3 separate regions of the Mus musculus genome follow, and all the other regions are linked to region 1. The links are chromatin contacts, called in public HiChIP or PLAC-seq maps. All regions are on one chromosome and are shown on one strand. Each heading gives the region's core, a stretch centred on a gene start, on an enhancer-like site or on the middle of the called end of the contact. The rest is flanking DNA. Distances are from core to core; before and after follow the strand shown. Region 1 holds the start of Ints4 (integrator complex subunit 4). Region 2 overlaps Ints4 (integrator complex subunit 4). Region 3 overlaps Ints4 (integrator complex subunit 4).

Region 1 (3,981 bases), core at 1,475-3,974:
CCTTGCCTCTACCTTAAAAAAAAAAAAAAGCAAAACAAATCATGTAAAGCCGCCAAGCTTATTCTATCTACAACAGGAAAGGGGGGAGAGGGGGGGAGCTGGCTTAGCAGTGAAGCCCTTGTTGCTCTCAGAGGCCCACATTCAGTCACCAGCACTCAGGTCAGGTGGCTCACAAATACGCTCAATTTCAGCTCCAGTGAGCTCACATCTTCTTCTGGCCTTCATAGGCATTCCAACACATGAAATACACTCACACACACACACACACACACACATAAAAATATATCTTTAGTGAAGAAAAGTGGAGAGGGAAGGGAAGGAAGAGAGAGGAAGGGGTGGAATGAAGAGCCAGGAAACCCAGAAAGGAAAGCAGAGATGCGGGAGCACTGAAAAGCCAGTAAGGAAAGCTTCCTGACCCTTGACTCATTCAAAAAGTCCAGAACTTACTACATTAAAAAAGGAACCGTAAGATATTAATTAAAGCCAATGCTCAGTTATACACGAGGGCCGCTGGGAACGTAGCTCGGTTTGTAGAGTACTTGCCTAACATGCTCAAGTCCCTAGGTTCAATCCCCAGCATAAACCAGGAAGTGGAGGCAGGAGGTTTAAAATTCAACCTTAGCGACACTGCACCTGGACTGTATGAGACCTTGTCTTATTTGTTTTGTTTTGTTTTGTTTTTCCCCAAGACAAGGTTTCTCTGTGTAGTCCTTGCTGCTCTGGAGCGTGCCTCAAACTCACAGAAATCCACCTTCCTCTGCCCCCTAATGATGGGATTAAAGGCATGTGCCAATCCCCCATCCCCACCCCTCTGAGGTGGGCCACCCCAGCTGAGACCTTGGTTTTTGTTTTGGTTTTAAAAAAGAAAAAAAAAAAAAGAGCTGGACCTGCAGAGATGACTCAGGGGCTAAGAGTGAATTCTTGCTCTTGCACAGGCCCCAGGTTCAACTCCTAGCACCCACCTGGTAACTCACAACTGGCTGTAATTTCCGTTCTAGGGGATCTGATGCCCTCTTCTGGCACTGCACACGTGATACACTGACATTCATGCAGACAGAACACTCATGCATATAATATAAAGAACAAAAAATGTAAGCTTTTGTAAGAAAGACGAATAAAGAGAAAGCCAATTTACCAATAGCCGATAAACAAACATGAGAAGACGGCAGTATGAGATCACTGAAAGTTAGAGCTGGGCTTTAGGAAAAGGAGAAAATGCTAAGGAGAATGGAAGAATACCGACTCGCCAGTGTAGTTCTCTCTGTGACGATAACAGAGACACTGCCCTGGCTCTCCAGTTAGACTATGTACTCCCCAAAAGCAGGGGTTCTGATAGACAACGACTTCCTACCACACATGGTACACAGAAATCACTCAAGTATTTGAAAATACTTTAATTTTTTCCTGTTGAATTAATGAATGAATGGAAGGTTTAAGAGTCATTTTCCATCAGGCATGGTGATGCAAGCCTTTAATCCCTGCACTTGGGAAGAAAAGGCAGGCTGATTCCTTCCTGTTCATGATCAGCCTGCTCTACATAGTGAGACCCTGTCTCAAAGAAAAAAAAAATTTTTTTTTTTCCTTAATGAGACCACTCTGCCTAAATATCTAAGACTGCTGGGGATCCACTGGCATAAACCCCCGGGCCTGGTCAAAATGCAGATCTTGCCTCACACCACCAACCTATTGAACATAATCTGCATCATAACAAACTCCCTAAAAGAGCGAGATCTGTAACAGCTCGGTGGTAGACCACATGCCTCAGCATGCATAAGGCCCTACACTCAATCTCCCCTACTACAAAAAAGATAAAAAATTTAAGTATTCCTCAAGACGCGTATATTTTGTATGTATCTGTGTACATATGGAAATTTAAGAAGCAGAATACATCGCTTCTACAGAGACACTGTGGAGCACACTGACAGTTCTGACAGGGGCTCTCTTGGTCCACCTATGTTTAAAAGAGAGAGGATGATAGGTTTGCCGTCCTGTGACTCTTGCCTGCTTGGTCTGAGCCTTGAATTCTACAGACCTTTAGTCAGCTTGGGGTTTTGCATACAGCTCAACTTGTCTCTGAAAGTTAGAGGTACACGAGTTAAGAGGAGTTCTGCCACCAACTGAGGACAGGAGAATGCAAATATAACCGATCTGGCACAACCGAGCTGTGAGACATTAAAATAAGATACCTGACAGTTTTTAAAACTATACAGCACGTTGTCCCAATGATTTTGTTTTGTCTTTATCAAGTGAGCTGGGAGTGTGACTTTGGGATAGAGTGATAAGTTAGCATGCTTAAGACCCCGAATTCTAGTCCCAGAACTTTAAATACAACAACAACAACAAACCCCAAAGTCAGAGTACACATGAGAACAGCGGCCTCGACCTAACACGCCCCCTGCCTGACGCGCAGCCTAGGAACCTAAACCTAAGCCGGCTACACACAAGCTTAGGCGCTGATCTGGAGAACAGCCTGGGTGCGGACAACCCTCCCGCGCAGACTGGTCCATGGCTTTTTCTGCCAGCGCTTACCTGAACCACTTTAGTGAACTCCTCATACACCCGCTTTTTCAGGTGCGCCGCCATGGCTGCACCGGACCTTCTCGGCTTCTGTACTTGCTGAGAACGTGGAGAGAAACCTTTCTACAGCACCGATTTCGCTGCAATCCCACAAAGCAGTGGGGTTGCTGGATAGAGAGGCCTCTTCCTGAAGCTCCACTGCCCAGTGAGTCGATTGGCTGCCGCTACTGCTGGGAGACGGAAATTAGAGTGCATCCTGGAAGATGGGTGGAGTAAAAGGCGGGGCTGGTGGGAGCTGGAGGCAAAACCCGGAGCTGTATCCTGGAGGTGCCCTGCTAGAATCTTAGGGTGAGTGTTGCCATAGTTCCAGCTCCTCCCCGAAGTTCGTTTTACTTTGTTACAGTAATTTAGAAGTTATCCATCAATAAGAAAGAAGAAGAAGAAAAACGGAAAGATAAAGAAAAGAAAGCCAAGAATCTTCCTGTTGAATCAATGAAAGGTTTAAGATCATTTTTCTGAATGGTACTACTCTGCAAGTCTGAAGATTTAAGAATGCTGGTGGTCCACCCGGAGCCAAGTCTCTATCAGGACTGTCAGTGTGTTCCACGAATCTCTGGTGAAGAGACTAATGCTTCCTCTGACAGCTGGGAAACAGTGAAAAAGAATCTTGAGACTGAGGATGAAGCCACGTGTTGTGGTGTCAAAAACCAGGAGCCAACACTGAGATATAGAAAGGCAAAAATGTTACCATTACAGACACACCCACACACACACACCCACAGTAGAAGGATGAGGTGTCCTCAAAGTCTTACAAAGGTTCTTTATGACTTTGGCAAGCAAGCAAAGCTTAATAAAAAGGGAACTTTATTATGATTAGCATTTAGCATAAACTCAATTACAGGTTTTTAACTTCATTGTAGTTGGTAGGTTTCAGAAAACCTTGTTTTTCAAGTTAAGTCTGCTTCTCAGAAGGTCTTTGTAGTCTTTCTTTGGAAAACAGTCTACATAATAGAAAGATAAATCTCATTTTGCCTAAAAAATGCAAGTACAAATATCAAGACCCTGGAAATAAGTCTAGAACATGAACAATGAGTAGAATAGAGTTCCTGTTATTATTTAACCCTTGTTAAGATCAATAATGAAGGAAGGAATAAGAATGGAATTGCTGTTATTATTTAACCCATATTAAAGTGAATAGTGAAGGCAGAAATAGGGGAGTCAGATTCTAACACAACACTCCTTTAAGACTCTGGTACTTGAACAAGTGACCTCCACGACAAGCATACTGATAATCCCTACCTAACAAAAACATGCTTACAGTGTAATGAAACAATACAGAAACAAGAACACCCTGCATCTGAGATATGTGGTGCTCTTGAGTTTTACAACTCACCTGTTCTTTACTTTTTTAACCAAAACATGGGACATTTAGAGGAGGGAACAGGAAGTTGGTAGGTACAGAGG
Region 2 (3,963 bases), core at 578-3,077, 34 kb before region 1:
GCAGCCTCTTCCCCTACACCAACCTTAAAAACTAAACAAACAAACAAACAAAAAACAGTTTCCCAATGTATCTTAGATGTAGGCCAGGCTTGCCTCAAACGTCCGCAGCAGCCCACAGGTGGACGGCATAACATCTGGCTGCAGATCTGATTTTTTCTGAGTTACTTAAAACTCAATTTTGTCTAAATTAAAAAAAAAAAACAAAACAAAACCCTCTTCCTCTCTCCTTCCCCTCCTAAGGTTGTGTGGCAAGTCATAATAAATTGTACAAAATATATAATGAATATGTGCAATGTATGAAGAGGTAAATAAAAGGTAGTAGTAATATCTGTTGCTATTAAACAGCAAAGATGAATTATTATGAAAACAATGTAAGCTGGGAACAGCCACCAGAGTCCTTCTGACATACTACAGCAACAAAAGGAAACACTTTAAGTGAAGTTCAGACCACTGAAGAATCCCGTTCTCTGCTAAGACAGCAGCGCCCATCTGAACTAAGCATAGAGGATACAAGCTGGATCGTCCATGTCTGGTTCAGCAGTATCAAAAAATGGGTGCGTGCTCAAGAGCTCTGGCACCAGAGGAAGCACGAGGGTCGGATGCCGGCTGCCCAGAAACTTCAAGCACCTGAAACAAACCAACAGGAACCATATCAGTAAATCAATAAGTGCAGGGACTAGATCAGAAAGCCTGGTTTGGTATGGAAACTCATAATTACCCACTTTGCACAACACTACAACTTCAAGTAAGTCATCCGATTCCTCAGAACTCGGCTAGTTCACTGCAAATGGCTATCACGAAATTAGAAGAGCTCAAATGCAGATACTCGTTGGTTTTTGTTTGTTTGCTTTATGAAAGTTCACTGTCTTCAGACACCCCAGAAGAGGGCATCGAATCTCATCACAAATGGTTGTGAGCTGCCATGTGGTTGCTGAGAACTGAACTCAGGACCCCTGGAAGAGCAGTCAGTGCTCTTAACCGCTGAGCCATCTCTCCAGGCCCCAGATTACTGGTTGTTTAACAACAGCCAGTTCCTCCATCTTCCTTGCCAAGAAAACTAATTCCTCGGTACCAGGAAAACAGTGAGGCGCTGCTTTGCTATTGGGTCAGCCCACCCAGCATTCACATCACTTCCGGCAGCTGGTTTGCTAGCAGTCAAGTAACTCAGCTCTGGTAAATGGAGCAAGACAAGTCTGCTGGGGAGCTGCTCAGCAATGGCGCTCTGAGCACATAAAAAGAAACGCATGAAGGGAACACCCCTTCCCTGGGGTCTTTAGACGCTCTCTTATGAAGCAACCATCTCGCAGCTCTGAGGAGAAAGCTAGGAGAGGTCAGCATCCAGGACTCTCACTCTGACAAGCTGGTCAATCCTGAACATTTTATCATGTATTGTTATGTAAAAATTAGATGTATTATTTAAGATGATTTGAGACATATTTTTTTTAACTTGTAGTCAAAATAACACAACTGATATCCTACAGGATGTCCTGAAACTATGTAGCCTTGAGCAGGTTGTTTATAAAATAGGATTTAAATGAGAAAAAAAAAAAGCAAAGTACTTAGGAATGTTATTAGTTAGAACTCAGTAATAATTAGCTACTATAGTAAAAGTGAAGGGCTTTTCCGAGCTTTGCAAACCTACACAAGTGAGGCAATTCTGTTTCTTAAGCTCTGGCTTAGAAGTGTAAGTAGCCTGGCTCCACTGAATTACAAAGGGGGCTGAAGAGGAGGTAAAGAGCTTGAAGCCTGTGGACAGAAACCCTGAGCACACATACAAACATCAAACCACAACACTGGACACTTTGTGCCTGCAGTCCTGGCACTTAGCAGACTGAAGTGGGCTGATTCCTGGGAGCCTGTTGGCCACATAGTCCAGATAACAAGCTCTGGATTCTGTAAGAGACCTGGTCTCAAAAAATAAAAGGCTCGAAGAGATGGCTCACTGGTTAAGAACACTGGCTGCTCTCCCAGATCATGCAGGGTTTCATTCCAGCAGCCACATGGTGCCTTACAATCATCTGTGATTCCAGTTCCAAGGGTTTTAAGGCTCTCTTCTGGTCTTCAAGGGCATCAGCCATGCAAGTGGTACACAGGTACACATACAGGCAAAACACCCATACACATAAAACAATTTTTAAAAATTAGGTAAAGTGGAAAGCAACACAGAGGAAGCTACCCAACACTGACACACACACACACACACACACACACCCTCACACCTCCCTTCACACAAGAAGAAATGTAAGTGTTAAAGTCTGCTCTTATTAGCCAGCTAAGGCAGCAGTAACCAGCACTGTAGGTAATAAGAAGCTGAATTTGACACTTTTCACACTCCAGATCAGATAGTGTGCAGCTGATAGGACTTCAGTGACAGGCCAGCAGAAGAGAGAAAGCATAAGGAGCAGGCTTTGTTAAGAGCATCTGTCTTACACCTGGCTTTGACTACCAGCACCCACACTGTGGCTCACAACTATCTCTAATCTAGTTCCAGGGGATCTGACACCATCTTCTGACCTCCTTGGGCACCAAAACCACTCAAGATGCATATACACACATGTAGGCAAATCCTCCTACACATAAGATGAAATAAATCACCAAAAAACCCAAAAAGTTTTCAGCGAACATTTACTTAAAACAAAACAAACAAAAAACAGGAAAGTACTTTTCAAGGCTAGCTTCTGCCTCCCGAATGCTAGGATTAAAGACCAGCATGCCCAGCCTTACCTTCTCTTTCTCAGCCCTTTACCCGCTCTGCCTCCCGGCACACTGTAAAGGCTGCAGTTTGCAGTGGGTTTGGCTGGCTTTATTTTCTCTGCTTATATTCAGAACCCAGGTAGGAAAAGCAATTAAGCAGGTCCTTCTGGAGATCTACACAGCAGAGCCTCTCTAAAACTAGACTTCATTTCTAAATGTTCTGACTTTTTTTTACTATCTTGTCCAACCTTCCTATCTATGTATTCCCTACCTCTCTATCCTCTGCAAGCTGAGAGTGGACTCCATGAGCTAAGCCATTTTTTTTTGTTTTTTTTTTTTAAGATGTATTTTATTTATGAATACACTGCGCCCAGGTTCTAAAGTCAAGGTGAAACTGAGGGCTACACCTAGTCTAGGACGATCCACCAAATAATGTGCGCGCTACAGTTTTCTTTTGACGAGACTTAGTAATGAGGTAAACGTCCTTACTTCCATATGGAGTCCCTGTCAGTAGGGTACTTGGTTAGGTTTTTTAGAAGCTCCACCAGTGCAAGATGAATCCCTTCTTTGGTTGAGACATTAGTGCAGCATAAGAGTTCATGAAGAGCCTCTCTAATATCCCTGGATGAATCCTTTGCAGAAGAGAAAAACAGAAAGGTAAAAATTAGCAACAGGGATTCATGTTCCACACACCGTTCCCTTCTCCATGACCACGTGTCCATTTAGGCTGTGCATATGAAAAAAATATTTAGAAATTTGCTAGCTAAAATCCCTGGGAAAGACCTCATTTTATTGATCTAAGAAGGGGCCTTGCCTCTTTCTATTCTTTCTCTTCTTCTTCCTGGTTTTATTTATTTAGTTTATTTATTTTTTGAGACTTTACTCTGTAGCCTTGGTTGGCCTAGAGTTTGTTATGTAGACCAGGCTGGCTTTGAATTAAAGGAAAGCACCACCACCTCACCTGGCTTCTCTCTGGTTTGTTGTTGTTGTTTGTTTGTTTGTTTGTTGTTTTTGTTTTGAGGCAGGGTCTCACGCTGTCCAGGTCCAACTGGTACTATGTAGCGAGGACATAGGATGGCCCTGAACTCCGATCCTCCTGCCTCCACTTCCCGAGCACTGGGATTACAGCTCTGCCCCACCCTGCCCACCCCCTTTTGCTCTTTAACCTTCCCTTTTCCCTGTGTCTGAATCTTTTACCTCAATGTCTGAGTTATCAGTGGCTGACAACTATGAAAAGAGCAGGCTGTGCTGTGGTGGTCTCACACACTT
Region 3 (4,177 bases), core at 997-3,496, 55 kb before region 1:
GAGGTACACCTGAGTGAGGAGACGGTGCCGTCCTGGGCCAGGATTCCGGAAATCTGCTGGCTTGGGGTGGATCATCTGAGCCTGGCCATCTGGATATAAGACCTACAATATGACAGAAATGGGGCAACAGAAAATAGATGGGCTAAGAAAACTGATAACATCTACTGTGTCCCCAAAATCATTAGCAGGAAGATGACTGTAGCCATTATATAAAAACTGCTTCTTAAAGGAGAAACACCTTTAATCACAGCATTTGAGAGGCAGAGGCAGGCGAGCTCTGAGTTCAAGGCCAGCCTTGCTTAGAGAGAGAGGTTCAGGTCAGCCAGGGCTACACAGAAAAACCCCGTCTCAAAAAACTGAAAATAAAGGGGGGGGGGGTAGGGCCACACTAGCAGAAGCAGTGTCTAGCTACTATTTCTTAGCTCCCTGGTAAGTGAATGATAGGAATGGTGTATCTATTAACAGACAGTAGAGAATGGGGCTAACTGTGGAAAGACGTGCAAGCACCCTGCTTGCAGTCCTAGCACTTGGGATGGAATTGGGAAGATTGGACGTTCAAATAGCAAGGTGGAGGCCAGCTTGGTCTGTGAGATCCTGTATTAAGAGGTGAGGTGAGGAGTGGAGAGGAGGAGAGGGACAAAGCCCCAGAGCCCCGAAGCTTTCTCAGTGAAGCTGCATTAAAAATAGACAACCCGGTTGGGCCTGGTGGCAAATGTCTTTAATCCCTCCACCTGGGAGGCAGAAGCAGGCAGATTTCTGTGAGTTTGAGGCCAGGCCAGGTCAGGCCAAGCCAGGCTGAGCTACATAGAAAGTTCCAGGGAAGTCAGGGCAATAGAGAAAGCCTCTGTCTGAACCCATTAAAAGCTAAAACAAACTTTAAAAAAATGCAAAAACACACACACACAAAAAAAAAAACCAAAGAAAATCCATAATTTTAAGGGAGAATAAAGCCTCCATGAAGTCTCTAAGGCACGCTGACAGTTGCAGGTTTTCACCTCTGTCTGATGTTCCGAGTAAGGAAGCTGGACTTTGAAAGTGCTACAGATGTCTCATGACAGGGCAGAAAGCATCCCCATTACACCCCATGCAGGCAAGTGTTTGCCTGGAAGGCAGTAGAGATGTTTTAGAGTAAATTCTTTTCGGGATAGTTTAGCAGATGACCTGTAAATCCACCTGCGATTGTTTACACAACAAAACAAGTGTCCATCAGACTAAGACCTCTGAGCTCAGTCTCAGGATTCTGACTTAACTGGTATAGGCCGGATGAGGACTGGTCATCAGTTTCTAAGCAACTACAAGTACAGCTAGGGTGGCTAACCTTAAAACACAAAGAAGCACTGCAGTTACAGCTTTCTACTCGCTCAGAAGTTCTGTGGGTATGATCTGTGACGTACCCACACCCATTGCAGGATATTTGATCACACTGTGAACCTGAGATTGTGTTATTTACTGAAATTACTTATTTCTAATTGTGGTGTGGCTCAGTCTTAGCACACACCTTTAAGCCCTCTGGCTGGAATACAGACGTGCCCTTAGTACACACACTGAATCCCAAGAAATGAAGGTCAAGTTAGTTTGTAGAGGAAGCACCGCGTTTGAAGTGATGTCTGATTGAGAGGCAGACAAAGTGACAAATCAGAGAATGGTGTGACAGAATAGGATGTGCCCAACTCTCAGGAGAACAGAGAGAAAACAGGCAACACAGGAGCGAGCAGTGCAGAGGGAGAGCAAAGAGGCAGACTTACCAGGAGACCTTTACAGAGACAGCTGCAGAGAGAGAACAAGCTAGACACAGGGGAAGACAGACAAGCCAGAGAAAGAGGAGGAGCCAGAAGATTACAACAGACTGCTAGAGTCTGAGGCCAAGCAGAGCAGTTCAGTCAGAGGCCAAGAGAGAAATGAGTCAGTTAGTGTGGAGAGTTTTGAGCCATTACAGCTGAGCTGAACTAGCCAGCCAGAGTTCAGAAAGAACAAGGAAAGGTGAGTTTATTCAGCACTAAGTCTCAGAGGGTGAAAACACTCTAGGTCTAGCCGAGATTGCAGGGAGGCTAGAAGCTTCCAGGACAATGACATCTGATGAATAACTTGCTCTTACCCTCTCCTCCCGGAAGCCTGCTGGGCCTGCTGCAGGCGTCATCTCACATCTGATTACTTGTCCTGCCAGCACTCACAATCCTTTCCTCATTCCTACCTCCTCAAAGTTCTCAAAGTACCTCCTTCCGCAATTCCCTTTTGCTCTTGTACATTGTTTCAGGCTGTACCACCTGCTGGGACCTCCACAGAGCCTTCCTGTCTTTGACCTACAGTGTGCCTAACTGTGTGCTGAAGCACTGACCTTCATAGCCTCCCCACAGCTCCAGCACTTAGTGTGTACACTAAAGAAAGCACACAATGCATGAATGGATGGTAGGAAAGAGAGAGGGGTGGCTGGAATCGCAGGGCTCACTTGCAGTCTTCATCGCATCTCTCATGTGAGGATAGCTTATCATCTATCTAATCTTGGAAAAATGCATCCTAATAATCATTTCTGCCCATCTATGAATTTTGTTTGCCACCTGATTAACAAATAGAACTTGTTCATTACATTTTGATGAATTCAATTTGTGTGTGTGTAAAAAGGATTAGATCTAAAGTCTACATTATACAAACAGAGAGGGACCTGTCACTTAGTAACAATGTCAGTGTGAACACCTTACAGGAGCCCAAACCTCACACACCTGAACCTTGACAGTGTTCTGGGGGTCTTGCACATGTTCCAGGGTTGCATCCACATCCAAGGCTACCACCAACCCAGATGTAAACCGCAAAGGATTGTCTGACTCTCCTGCCGGCTCAATAATGGTGGCTGAGGCTTTGTGTATCTGAAAGCAACAAGAAAATATGCTCATTCTTAGGCTGGTGAGCGAGCTCAGCAGCAGAGGCCCCCCGCTACCCAGGCTGATAACCAGAGTTTGACCCTTAGGGGTCAGGGAGCCACGCATGTGCTGTGCCCCACCCATTAATACATGTAATTAAAAACAATCGGAGGAAGACCTAGCTCACTTGCTACCCTGATCAAAGAAGCTCACTAACGTAAATGGTTTTAAGAATCTGGATAGGGGCTGGAGAGATGGTTCAGCGGGTAAGAGTACTGACTGCTCTTCTGAAGGTTCTGAGTTCAAATCCCAGTCACCACATGGTGGCTCACAACCACCCATAATGAGATGACACCCTTTTCCGGTATGCCTGAAGATGGCTACAGTGTACTTATTTATAATAATAATCAATCTTTGGGCCGGAGTGAGCAGGTACTGATTGAGCAAGGCTGACTGGAGCGAGGCAGAGGTCCTAAATTTCAATTCCCAACAACCACATGAAGGCTCACAACCATCTGTACAGCTACAGTGTACTCACAAACATAAAATAAAGAAATCTTTTAAAAAAAAAAAAAGAATCTGGACAGATTTTGCAGAGGGGCACACGGACTCTGACCTGCTCTGGAAGCGGAAGATGTAAGAAGGTGCTCTGCCGCAGCATTGTCTGCAGAATTTTGATCACTTCAACAGGTTTAGATGCCATGAGTCGGGGCATAAGATCAAGGAGTTTGTCCACAAAGCTATCTTGAAGGTGGGGCAAATCCGCAATGAAACACCTGCATGAACACAAAGCAACTGACCGTCCACACACTCAGCACAGGCTAAGCCCATACTCTGCCAAGCCCTGAAGCAGGAAGAGTCCTGACAGGGGGAGACTTTGAAGGTCATGCCTGAAATCGACAGGGACAGGATGCCATAGCCACATGATCAGCAGGAGAACCAGACTGCTGGGTTAGACAGATAGCTTCATTAATAAGTCCCATGCCTGGAGGCATGAAGACCTGAATCCAACCCCCAGACTCTGACAAGAGCCAGGAGCAGCAGCAGGAGCCTGCATCCCAGCACTCGGGAGGCAGAGGTAAGAAGGTCTTGGGCTCACTGGCCAACTCCAGGATAGTGAGCACCTGTTTCAGTAAGTAAGGTGGAAAGATGAAAACACTACTAGATCAGCATCTGGCACACACAAACATGTGCATGCGTGCTCACGTGCACACGCATGTGTACACACATACACACACAGATACACACACACACACAGACACACACACACACACACAGACACACACACACACACACATACACACACAGAAGAAGCTAGTTTT

What was found. HiChIP or PLAC-seq counts read pairs in DNA pulled down with a chosen protein or histone mark.
Region 2: a contact with region 1 is called in an H3K4me3 HiChIP or PLAC-seq map of the SCID.adh cell line, with 26 read pairs. The contact joins the enhancer-like site here to the promoter of Ints4 in region 1. A contact is called at or near these places in 2 of 39 promoter capture datasets (the HPC-7 cell line and neural stem cells), 1 of 15 datasets of contacts at CTCF or cohesin (the NIH/3T3 cell line), 2 of 484 Hi-C or Micro-C datasets (cerebral cortex and embryonic stem cells), 10 of 115 datasets of contacts at active chromatin or transcription factors (CD8 T cells, the SCID.adh cell line, embryonic fibroblasts and 4 more) and 2 of 9 other capture datasets (liver and pancreatic islet).
Region 3: an H3K4me3 HiChIP or PLAC-seq map of embryonic stem cells shows a contact between it and region 1, with 6 times the contacts expected there. The contact joins the enhancer-like site here to the promoter of Ints4 in region 1. A contact is called at or near these places in 1 of 39 promoter capture datasets (the HPC-7 cell line), 1 of 15 datasets of contacts at CTCF or cohesin (the NIH/3T3 cell line), 4 of 484 Hi-C or Micro-C datasets (cerebral cortex, embryonic stem cells, nephron progenitors and 1 more), 10 of 115 datasets of contacts at active chromatin or transcription factors (the 230-238 cell line, the SCID.adh cell line, double positive thymocytes and 4 more) and 2 of 9 other capture datasets (liver and pancreatic islet).

Annotation. Positions count from the first base shown.
Region 1 is chr7:97,479,699-97,483,679 of GRCm38.p6, reverse strand. It overlaps Ints4 (integrator complex subunit 4), which reads right to left and starts at 2,724. Exons shown (of 23, transcript NM_027256.2): 1 at 2,530-2,724. The coding sequence starts at 2,583.
Region 2 is chr7:97,512,890-97,516,852 of GRCm38.p6, reverse strand. It overlaps Ints4 (integrator complex subunit 4), which reads right to left. Exons shown (of 23, transcript NM_027256.2): 12 at 3,184-3,326; 13 at 512-627. Among named protein-coding and RNA genes, the nearest start is that of Ints4, 34 kb to the right of the region's middle. Within about 2 kb of position 1,827, at least 17 of the 459 cell types and tissues checked have an H3K27ac peak or open chromatin away from gene starts, as enhancers often do. A contact at or near this core is called in the SCID.adh cell line and heart atrium, where this site is marked.
Region 3 is chr7:97,533,825-97,538,001 of GRCm38.p6, reverse strand. Ints4 (integrator complex subunit 4) reads right to left here. Exons shown (of 23, transcript NM_027256.2): 20 at 3,472-3,631; 21 at 2,718-2,861; 22 at 1-102. Among named protein-coding and RNA genes, the nearest start is that of Aamdc, 44 kb to the left of the region's middle. Within about 2 kb of position 2,246, at least 17 of the 459 cell types and tissues checked have an H3K27ac peak or open chromatin away from gene starts, as enhancers often do. A contact at or near this core is called in embryonic stem cells, where this site is marked.